3 separate regions of the Mus musculus genome follow, and all the other regions are linked to region 2. A link is a contact called in public HiChIP or PLAC-seq data. All regions are on one chromosome and are shown on one strand. The core of a region is the stretch at or near the end of the contact, and the rest is flanking DNA. Distances in the headings are between cores, read along the strand shown. Region 1 has its middle 23 kb from the start of Gm3716. Region 2 overlaps Tbc1d1 (TBC1 domain family, member 1). Region 3 has its middle 41 kb from the start of Gm3716.

The links. HiChIP or PLAC-seq counts read pairs in DNA pulled down with a chosen protein or histone mark.
Region 1: a contact with region 2 is called in a FOXA1 HiChIP or PLAC-seq map of pancreatic cancer cells. The contact joins two enhancer-like sites. A contact is called at or near these places in 1 of 15 datasets of contacts at CTCF or cohesin (the NIH/3T3 cell line) and 1 of 115 datasets of contacts at active chromatin or transcription factors (pancreatic cancer cells).
Region 3: a FOXA1 HiChIP or PLAC-seq map of pancreatic cancer cells shows a contact between it and region 2. The contact joins two enhancer-like sites. A contact is called at or near these places in 2 of 115 datasets of contacts at active chromatin or transcription factors (CD8 T cells and pancreatic cancer cells).

What each region holds. Positions count from the first base shown.
Region 1 is chr5:64,586,359-64,589,771 of GRCm38.p6, forward strand. No RefSeq gene overlaps it. Among named protein-coding and RNA genes, the nearest start is that of Gm3716, 23 kb to the right of the region's middle. Within about 2 kb of position 1,778, at least 56 of the 459 cell types and tissues checked have an H3K27ac peak or open chromatin away from gene starts, as enhancers often do. A contact at or near this core is called in pancreatic cancer cells, where this site is marked.
Region 2 is chr5:64,312,756-64,315,920 of GRCm38.p6, forward strand. All of the region lies in intron 15 of Tbc1d1 (TBC1 domain family, member 1), which reads left to right. Among named protein-coding and RNA genes, the nearest start is that of Gm38634, 57 kb to the left of the region's middle. Within about 2 kb of position 1,631, at least 59 of the 459 cell types and tissues checked have an H3K27ac peak or open chromatin away from gene starts, as enhancers often do. A contact at or near this core is called in pancreatic cancer cells, where this site is marked.
Region 3 is chr5:64,649,989-64,653,265 of GRCm38.p6, forward strand. No RefSeq gene overlaps it. Among named protein-coding and RNA genes, the nearest start is that of Gm3716, 41 kb to the left of the region's middle. Within about 2 kb of position 1,638, at least 37 of the 459 cell types and tissues checked have an H3K27ac peak or open chromatin away from gene starts, as enhancers often do. A contact at or near this core is called in pancreatic cancer cells, where this site is marked.

The DNA of each region.
Region 1 (3,413 bases), core at 528-3,027, 270 kb after region 2:
ACATAAATTGTAAACTGCTGGGGCACATGAAAGGGCCAGCCCTGCTGCTCCAAAGCTGCAGGATCTCCATAGCACAGGACAACGACAGGATAATCTGTTGATGGTGTCACAGAAACCGGAGACATCACACCAGACCAATGACTCATTGCAAGGGACATTTTTAAGTGAAGATGTGTGGACAGAGGGATCACTGTGACTCATTACAGCGTTCACGATGGGATGTTCTCTGCGCTTTATTTTGGTTTGTTTTTAGGTTTAGGTTATTATATAAATAAATAAATAAATAAATAAAAGGTTTATTTTCGAGAGGAGGTTGCAAGGGCAGAAGGCAGATCAGAGGGAATGTGGGGATGAAAGGGATGGGGGGCTTGATGAGAAAATCATAAAGAATCAGTAAAAAGTTTTTCAAAAAAAAAAAAAAGAAAGAAAAAGTCATGAACATTGGCAGCCACGTTATTTATGCATAGTCTCCTGTCTGCTTTGCAGTCCGTGGTTTCTATTGCTAATAGTGAACTGTGGTCTGAAAGCAAAACAAAATGAAACTCCAGGAATAAGCAATTGATTGGATTTTACATCATGGATGGTTCTGCATAATAGGATGGAATGATGTTCAGTCTTACTCCATCTCACTTGAAACATACATCTCCCTTTTATATCCAGTGTTTCCACACCGTATACATTGCCTGCCAGTTTAGTATCTATTCTTGTTTTCAAATAGACTGTCTTATGTCATCATGTTTGTTTAAGAGCATGTCTTGTACCTTCAGAGACCAGAAGAGGGCGTCACATCTCCAGGAATTGGAGTTACATCTGGTTGTGAGAGGGGATGTGAATGCTAAGAATTAATCTTCAGAAACAACAGAACTGCTCTTAACCATTGAGCAATCTCGGCAGCCCTCAAATGACCTTTTTTTGGAGAAACAGAGAGAATCTATATTTTTTTACAGTGTGATTTATCTATGCATTCACTTGTTCATTCATTCACTTATTTATTTTCTGTTTTTGAATCAGGGTCTCATGTTCCAGGATAACCTGAAACTTATTGTGAAGCCCAGAATAACCTTGAACTTCGGATCTTTCTGCCTTCACCTTCCTGTGCTGAAATTGCAGGCTTGTGACATCGTGGTGGCCTTCTGCTGTGCTGCATAGAACCAAGAGTTTGGTGCATGCTAGACAAAGTCTCTACCAACTACCCTGCATGCCCCCATCCATTCTTGTTTTTATTAAGTAAACATTATCCTGGCCATATATGCACTGAGGAAAACAGCATTAGAGAGTTGGGTATATGCATGCAATTTAGGAAGTTCATGGAGAATGTTACAATTTTCTTAATTGGACCTATGTCCCTCCTAATAAGTATTTTACTGCAAGTCCAGTCCTGTAGGTTTGCTACATGGGTGGGCTTCACAGCAAGGTTGCTAGGAAGGGATGGGACTTGGGAGGTCAGCATCCGAGCAGGAAATAAAGGCTAGAGTCTCCTGAGAGAGCAGGCCGGTCAGTTCAAGGACCAAGCAATCAGGCAGAAGAACTGCAGTCCTAACTTGAATTTTCCCCTCTGGAAACAAAACCATCAAAACATTTTCAAAGTGTTCTGCAGAAAATGCCAAGTTCATCACTGCACATCCAGCCGCAGCCCCCGTGGACCAGCCCCGTGGGCAGGGAGCAGAACCTTCCTGCAGAAATCCTGCTCTTCAGCCAGCTGCCCTTGCACCATCCTGACAAGTCTTCACCTCTCCCTGCCCTCGCCTGTAAAGTGCAGATAACAGGCTAACCTCACTGGGCTGGTATGAGGAATGGCTAATAAAATGTGATAGTGACACACCCAATTTAAATGCAAACGGCTGTAAAACAACCAAACACATATTTAAACATTTCCACTGCTAGGGGGGTGGGGTTGGGTGGCGGGAACAATAGGGCTGTGAGATCAGAGCATTTCTTCTCCTCTATGGTGTCCGCACCAGTTAATCAATGAATGTTTATTATTCTGTGCATCAACACTGTGGTAGGCTCTGGGAAGAATGGGGAGAAAGCTTGGTGCTTCTAAAATTTGCCTGCAGCCATTCCAAAACGTATAAACACCATTAAGAAAGACTTTAAATCATGACCTCTTTCCCTCTCTTTGTATAATATGTACAGGACTCAGTCTGCACAGGACACTGTGTGTATGTGTGTGTGTGGGGGGGGGGGGGGGCTTCAGGAACTCATGAGACTCATCACTACCCTGGGAGGGCTGCAGAGCTCTCCTCATAGCTGGCTCTGTTCAGCTTTCTCTCCTGTTTTTATCCTTTTTTTTTCTAGGTCCATCTATATTGTCTAAATGGAGACATTCATGGGCTTTCCTCCTTTTTAAATGTTAAATAGTATTCTATCACATGCATGCACACACATACAAACACACATACATATGGGCACATATACAAACACACACATACATGCACATATACATGCACACACATATACAGAGACACATATAAACACACACACACACACACATACAAACACACACACACACATTTTCTTTAGCAATTCTTCATGAAACACATTAAGTTGTTTATATATCTTGGCAACTATAAAAAGTGCCTCGCCGGGCGTGGTGGCGCACGCAGCACTAAGGAGGCAGAGGCAGGCGAATTTCTGAGTTCAAGGCCAGCCTGGGCTACAAAGTGAGTTCCAGGACAGCCAGGGCTACACAGAGAAACCCTGTCTCAAAAAACAAAAACAGGGCTGGAGAGATGGCTCAGCGGTTAAGAGCACTGACTGCTCTTCCGAAGGTCCTGAGTTCAAATCCCAGCAACCACATGGTGGCTCACAACCACCCGTAATGAGAACCCTCCTCTGGTGTGTCTGAAGACAGCTACAGTGTACTTACATGTAATAAATAAATAAATAAATAAATAAATAAATAAATAATTAAAAAAAAAAAAACAAAAACAAAAACAAAAATGCCTCAAAGGACAAAGGAGTACAGATGTGCCTTTAAGATACCAGTGTCCTGTCCTTTAAATGGATATCCAGAAGTGAGATTGCTGGACCTTATCATAGGTCTGTTTGTAATTTTTTGAGGAACCCTTATGTTGTTTTCCTACATTCCCACCAATATTATTCTCTTGTACATACTTGCCAGCATTAGTTACCTTAAAACAACTCTCTATCCTAACATGATACTACCTACTTTATTGTCTATGCTCTTTAATAGCTAGGCTCTCTGACATGATATTCTTTTCCCATCCATTTTGCTGCATATGTCAGACACGCATATCTTTTTGTGCCTAAGTAGTATTTCTTTGTGTGAGTATAGTGCAATTTATTTATCTATTCATTATGTGTGGACATTCAGTTTGTTTCTGGGTTCTGGCTCTTATATAATTATATAATATAATAATGTAATTAGAATCATGTTGCAGGTAATAATA
Region 2 (3,165 bases), core at 381-2,880:
TCCCTGAGCTCTGAGGCGAGGGAATCGACCTTCTGTTTACAACTGAGTGTACATCATCTGGATGTGGCTCTCTGTATTTGTTCCCATTTACTGCAGGAGGAAACCTCTGTTTACTCAGGGCATTTATTTATTTACTTTATTTATATTTTTAATTTTTTTTAATCTATGGGTCCTTTATGTACACATTATGGCTTCAGGTTTTGTGGTTTTATGGGATTCCTGTGTGTGTTTCTTGTGGTCATTCTTTGGCTCTTTTTCTTCTGTTTGTTTGTTTTGTCCTATTCCAATTTGTTTCTTCTTTTATTATTATTCTTTAAATGCCTGTTTGTTTTCTAATGAGAGTCAGAAAGAGAGTAAATTCGAATGGATGGATCTCAGAGGAGTTGGGAGATGGGAGATCATAGTCAGAATATATTGTATAAAAATAATAAAACAATAAAAGAAAAATAGAAAATAAATACCTTGTGTATATCAAAAATATATAAGAAAATATAATAAACATTTAAAAATTAAAATTAACAATATTTTATGGGCCTGTGAGATAGTCTAATAAGCAGAGATGCGTGCCACACAAGCCTGATGGCCTCAGAACCCACAGCGGGAGCGAGAACCAACTCCTGAAGGTTGTCCTCTGACCCCCATACGTGCCCCATGGCGCACACACACACACATGGCTGGGGGAGGGGTAGTCATAACATTACAAAGTGTGGTATCAAGAAAATGACAGCTGTGTATTTGGGGACCTTTGTTGAGAATTGAGAGGTGACTAATGCTCATTCTGCGGCTCTTGAGGCTCAGTGCTTTTTAGCCAGTCCTGCAGGTGGCAGCCCAGGGAAGTGAGACCTGAGATACACCTATAAGGAGAGAGAGGTTGGTTGCTCTCAGGCATGTTAGAAGTCATGAGTAGAGTTGGTGACATAGGATCAGTATACCTCAGAAACAAAGTGCCTGCTACTGTGCCAGGAATGGCTGACAGACCTGCATGAGCAGGGGAGTGTCTGCTGGGTTGCCTTGGTCACCTTGCCAGGACTGTGCTGTGCCCACTGTTGACTTTACCAGGCTATGGGCAGTGTTTGTTCTGCTGCTCTTACTGCTTTGCTGCTTGGGTTCATATATCTTACCTCTGTTTAACCTGGGATGTTTATCTTGTGGTCAAAGTGTAATCAACTTTCTAAATTTAACATAGGAAGTGTTAATCCGTTTATTAGCCTTGCTATACCTATATTGTTGAGAAATAATCAACAGTAGCAAGTTGATTGCTTCAAAATATTTAGTAAGCTTGATAGCAGTGAATTGAGTTGGGGCCATTAAATATAGAAGCTAGGTCAGATAGGACCCAATCAGAGCGTTGACTGTGTAAACAAAAACTATATTACTCTGTGTTTTTTTTTTTTTTCATACACTTCTTATAAGAGGCTTAAGCTGTGGGGTGGGTGAGTGGCTCTTGAGATTGATCAGATTCAAGCTGACTTGCATGCTCTTCAGAGGAGCACACATGGCAAAGTCTTTCTCTGGCTAAGTCAATTTTCTGCTTTTGGAATCTATAGATACAATACTAATTACTATTCTGGAAGTGTTTCATCCCAGACAGACGTTAGCCCCATTGTCTAAATCTGTAGACACTTGGCAGCTGGGACTGTGGGTTTCTTTCCCAGTGACACAGATACGCTGTCCTCGTTTGCTTTCTATTGCTGTGCTTGGGGAGGAGGACGTTTATTTGACTTGTGGTTTATAGTCCATCATTTCAGCACAGCAGCTGAAGGCAAGAGCTGAAGCAGAAACCCTGGAGAACTGCTTTGTTCTGCCTGGCTTCCTTCGCATGCCTTGCTCAGCTACCTTTCTTAACCTTGGGCCTCCTACCCAGGGATAGCACTGCCCCACAGACAAGACAGCTGGGCCCTCTCACGTCAATCACAGGCAGTTTTCCAATTGAAAATCAGTCCCCAGATGACCCTACCTGTATCAATTTGATAAAGATTTTTTTAAAAAAATTAAAAAACAGCCAGCACTCACACATCACATCTCTGCAGGGCATACAGCCCCCTGCTGTACCTCTACATAAGGTCACTTTCCCTGTATTTTAAAATAAAGCTGTGAACAGCCTAGTGGAGTACAGCATAACATTGGCCCAGGCATGCCAGTGCTTATCAGACTACTTCATCTAAGATAATAGTTTATGCCTAACTAGTATTACAGAGTTATATAGTCTACAAATCCATGGTGATACATTACATCTTAAATTGTAGTTGAAGCCCTTTCAACTTACACTGTTTTTCTTAAGTTTGTTGTAGAAAATAATTTAAAGTATTATAATTTTTCTTAAATCTCTTTAAGCATAAGGGTCATTTAATTTCTGAGCCCTTGAAAGTTTACTTTCCCAGCTAGCTTACAAGGGATGGTAATAGTTTGCAGGAGATTTGTGGAAGGGTCAGGGGGAGGAGTTTGGGAGCCTGGGTACTGAGTGCCAGGAGCTTGCCCTGCCCTGTGGGTATACCTCAGAGCTGAACAGCAGTCATAGTGTCAAGTTAGTTCATGTGGTCACTGCTTTGTTGGGAAAATCCTGCAAAGTACATGTGATTTCATTCTGTCCTGTTTGCCTCAGTCCAGGATGGGTGTGGACACGAAAGCTTTTCAGTAGTACTGTGAAGGCTTAGGTGTCTGTAGCTATGGGTCTTGCCTTAGCTGATAAGGCATTTCACAGGCCACTGACTGTAGGCAGCAGTGTCCTTGGGAATTTGAGGCAGGGGATGCTACAATAAGATCCTTGGATTAAGCCTCTGGCCAAGTCTTCTGGCAGCTTGGGGGGGGGGGGTGCTGTGTGAGGTTCTGTGGACTTGAGATGGAGTTCTGGTTGTTTGCTGGGCAGTATTGGGGAACACAGACATGCTTATGGCAAAGGTCACTGCTAATGAAGCCACTGGTACTCAGAGCCCAATGCTGGCCCCTGTCAGCCTAAGGAGGCTAGTGATGATCCTGATGTGCCAGATGTGGTGAGCTCAGCTCTAGTGACATGCTTTCTCATATTGGGGAGTTTTGAAAATATGAGACCCTAAAGGCTTTCTTCACTGGTTTCTAGTTTCTATTTGGTAATTTGTGTGATTCTCATTGAGGCTTTGGTCTTTCTTGGTGAGATATCATAGCTAGCTTTAGCTTTCTAAGATGCCT
Region 3 (3,277 bases), core at 388-2,887, 340 kb after region 2:
GACTATGAAATTGTTTCATAGTTGAAACATTCTTCGTCCCTGTCAGGGAGCAAGGAGTATGGCCCTCTCCCAGCTGTCTGACTGTGCTCAACCCGAGGGCCATGTGGTGGTTTGAATATGCTTGGCCCATGGGAAGTGGCACTATTAGGAGGTGTGGCATTATTGGAAGAAGTGTGTCACTATGAGCGTAGACTTTGAGGTCCTATGCTCGGGCTCTTCCCAGTGTAGAAGAGTCCCCTCCCCTCCTGGCTGCCTTTGGATCAAGATGCAGAACTCTGGACTTCTCCAGCACCATGTCCACCTGCATACTGCCTTGCTCCCTGCCATGATGATAATGGACTGAACCTCTGAAACTGTAAGCCACCCCCAGTTAAATTATTATCTTTATATAAGTTGCCTTGGTCATGGTGTCTCTTCACAGCAATGAGACCCTAACAAAGATAAAGACCAAGTGTAAAGTCATCTTAATAGCCTATGTTCTCTCCAACCCATCCCTGTTCCCCTTCACACACACACACACACACACACACACACACCTCCTACTGGGGACTCTGGGGCACCTGGGCACCTGAGCACATTCTTCCAGTGTCCCAGTGTGATTACCTGTGACTTGCTGGTTTAGCAAGGAACATAGCAACGGACCTGCCATGGGGATGATTCAGATCACTAAGGTGTTGGTGTTACTCTGGCCCAGGTCTTCTGACAGGGTGCTGTCTCCATGGCTTTGTAGAGGGATCCAGAGACTGTCAGGAGCTCACCTCAGAGATGCTCAAAGACAGATTCTTGGAAGCAGCAATGATCAGTTTCATCTCTTGCTCATGATATTCAAGTGTCCCTTGGCACTGTGAAACCTTGCTCTACCAAGGTTTTACAGTGCCAAGATGTGATATCTGTAGACTTGCTTTCCTTTTGTAAAGTGTGCTTTATTAAAGAAAAAAAAAAAAAAACCAAAAACCACTTCTTTATACTAATAAGATGTCACGCAAGTAAATCCCCCTTCTAATAAGCAAACATTGGAATCTTCAGTAAGTGGCATGGTAAATTATATTAAATTTTACTGACATCCTTGATCCCTAAAGTGAGTCTGTGGGTCTAATGATAAGCATGGAGAGTAGATAAAGTATGCCAAGGGGCTGTAAGGACCTAGAATGTTGTACGGATTTAATATGTCCTTTGTGATTGGGTCGCTGGCAGATTGTATGAACACATCCCACCTACCTTCGTTCGTGGGACTCAGTCCCAGAGCTGTACTCTTGGCTCAGACACACACTGTCCCTGTCTCTTCAGCTAGTGCTGTCTTGTCAAGATGAGGTTTTGTTATTGTGTTTGCTACTGAACTAGGCAGTGAGCCGCTAAAGACCACTACAGAAAAACCTCTTATATATTTTTTTAAAGCAACAACAACAAAACTGTCTCCAGGAACAAGAAAATCTTCAACAAAACAGTCTGTTTACCCTTGAAAAAAAAACAAGCATGGTCTAACCCTACGGTCCCCACCCCAGAATTACCACAGTTTACCACAGCAGGTACTCAGAAAGACCACAAAATTACTACTGCTGAATAAAGGGCCCCTGTCTCCACACACCCCTTCCTTTAGGAACAACATCTTCTCTAGACCCAAGCGATAACCTTGTGGGGTTCCTTCTGAGTCATACTAGGGGGTGGGGTGTGTATGCCCCAGCTCTGACCTTGTGGCGGCTGGAGGAGAATGACTGATTTCTTCACACTCAAATCTTGGTAAGTCTCATTACAAGTCACTGCAGCTCTGGGTGCCTTAACTCCCAGTGGCATTGTCAGGTTGGTTGACAAGGACTCCCTATCCCTTCCCCAGATGATGTGAATTCTGACCTCTGGTAGACCTTGACCCCACAGATTCAGAATCCCAGAGCAGCAGAACTCAAATTATAAATATATTTTATATTTATACTTTATGAAAGTGGCTTGCATACAGGCATTCATTAAAAATTTTGACATTGTGTCAAGTATGGGTGTCCACACCTTTAATCCCAGAGCAGAGGCAGGTGGACCTCTGTGAGTTTGAGGCCAGCCTGGTCTATTGAGTTCCAAGACAGCCAGGCTGTTACAGAGAGAGACTCTGTCTCATAATAAAAACAAATAAAAACGAAAAGATTAACAGTACTAAATTTATTAAAACTAGGATAGAAATAACAAAAACATCCTTAGATTTAAAATATATTTCTGGAAAACATAAAAGTATATAATATAGAGTAATTGGCCCGAGGATCACGTTCTGGTGTGTGAGACCCATCTACAGATGATTCTTAGGTTTTTAAGAGCGCCAAACAAAATTTAAAAGAAACTATTTCATAACCTATGAAATTCAGATTTCACTGTCTACACCTAAGGTCCTGGCACAGAGCTAGGTCCACTCACTCACAGTGTGTGTCTGTGGCACTACTTAGACACCTCCTCGGCATAGCAGGACTCTGGCTGGGACAGTGTGTGGCCCACAAAGTACAAAGTACTTACTGTCTGGCTCTTTAGAGAGGGAGCTTGTTGGCCTTTAGAGTAAAGGAAGATAGTATTCAAACTTGTTCTTTCCCAAAGCAACATCTTTTTTTGTTTCTCTGTTTCATGTCTGCTGGCAGAGAAGCTCATGGATTATCTCATTTGTGCATTCTTAGAATAATTAATATTTATTCTTAGAACAAACAAGACTTTTCTCCTAAAGGAATAGAGCTCAATTGCTGTAAAAATAAAGAGTAATGGAGGAGTAAGGCAGGCTGCCATTACCAGTAAATGACGGTGATATCCAGAGAAGATGTCTTCCTGTGTGTCCTTCCAGCCTCGTGGGGCTGTGAGTCAGGGAGGGGAGGCAGATGCATGCACGTATGTGTCCACATGTCTGGTGGTAGCCAGAGGTGTCATTTCTCACCCACTGTCCACCTTGTCTTTTGAGATGGGGTCTCTCATTGCTTTGGATCTTGCCAAGTAGGGTCGGCTGGCCAGCCATCGGGTCTGGAGCGGGGCCTGTCTCCATTTGCCCAGTGTTTGGATCGGAAGCCTGCGATGATGCCACTGCAGGGTTTTTAAAGCAGGTTCTAGAGACTGAGCTGGGCTCCCCATGCCTGCGTAGCAAGTGCTGAGCTCTCTCCCGCCTCTCAATCTTTTTAATACTAGGTGGGATTTTCTCAGATTTTATAAACTGGGCTTGTGCCATTTTCCTTCTCTCTCTCTCTCTCTCTCTCTCTCTCTCTCTCTCTCTCTCTCTCTGTCTTTCTTTCTCTCTCTCTCTCTCTCTCTCTCTCTCTCTCTC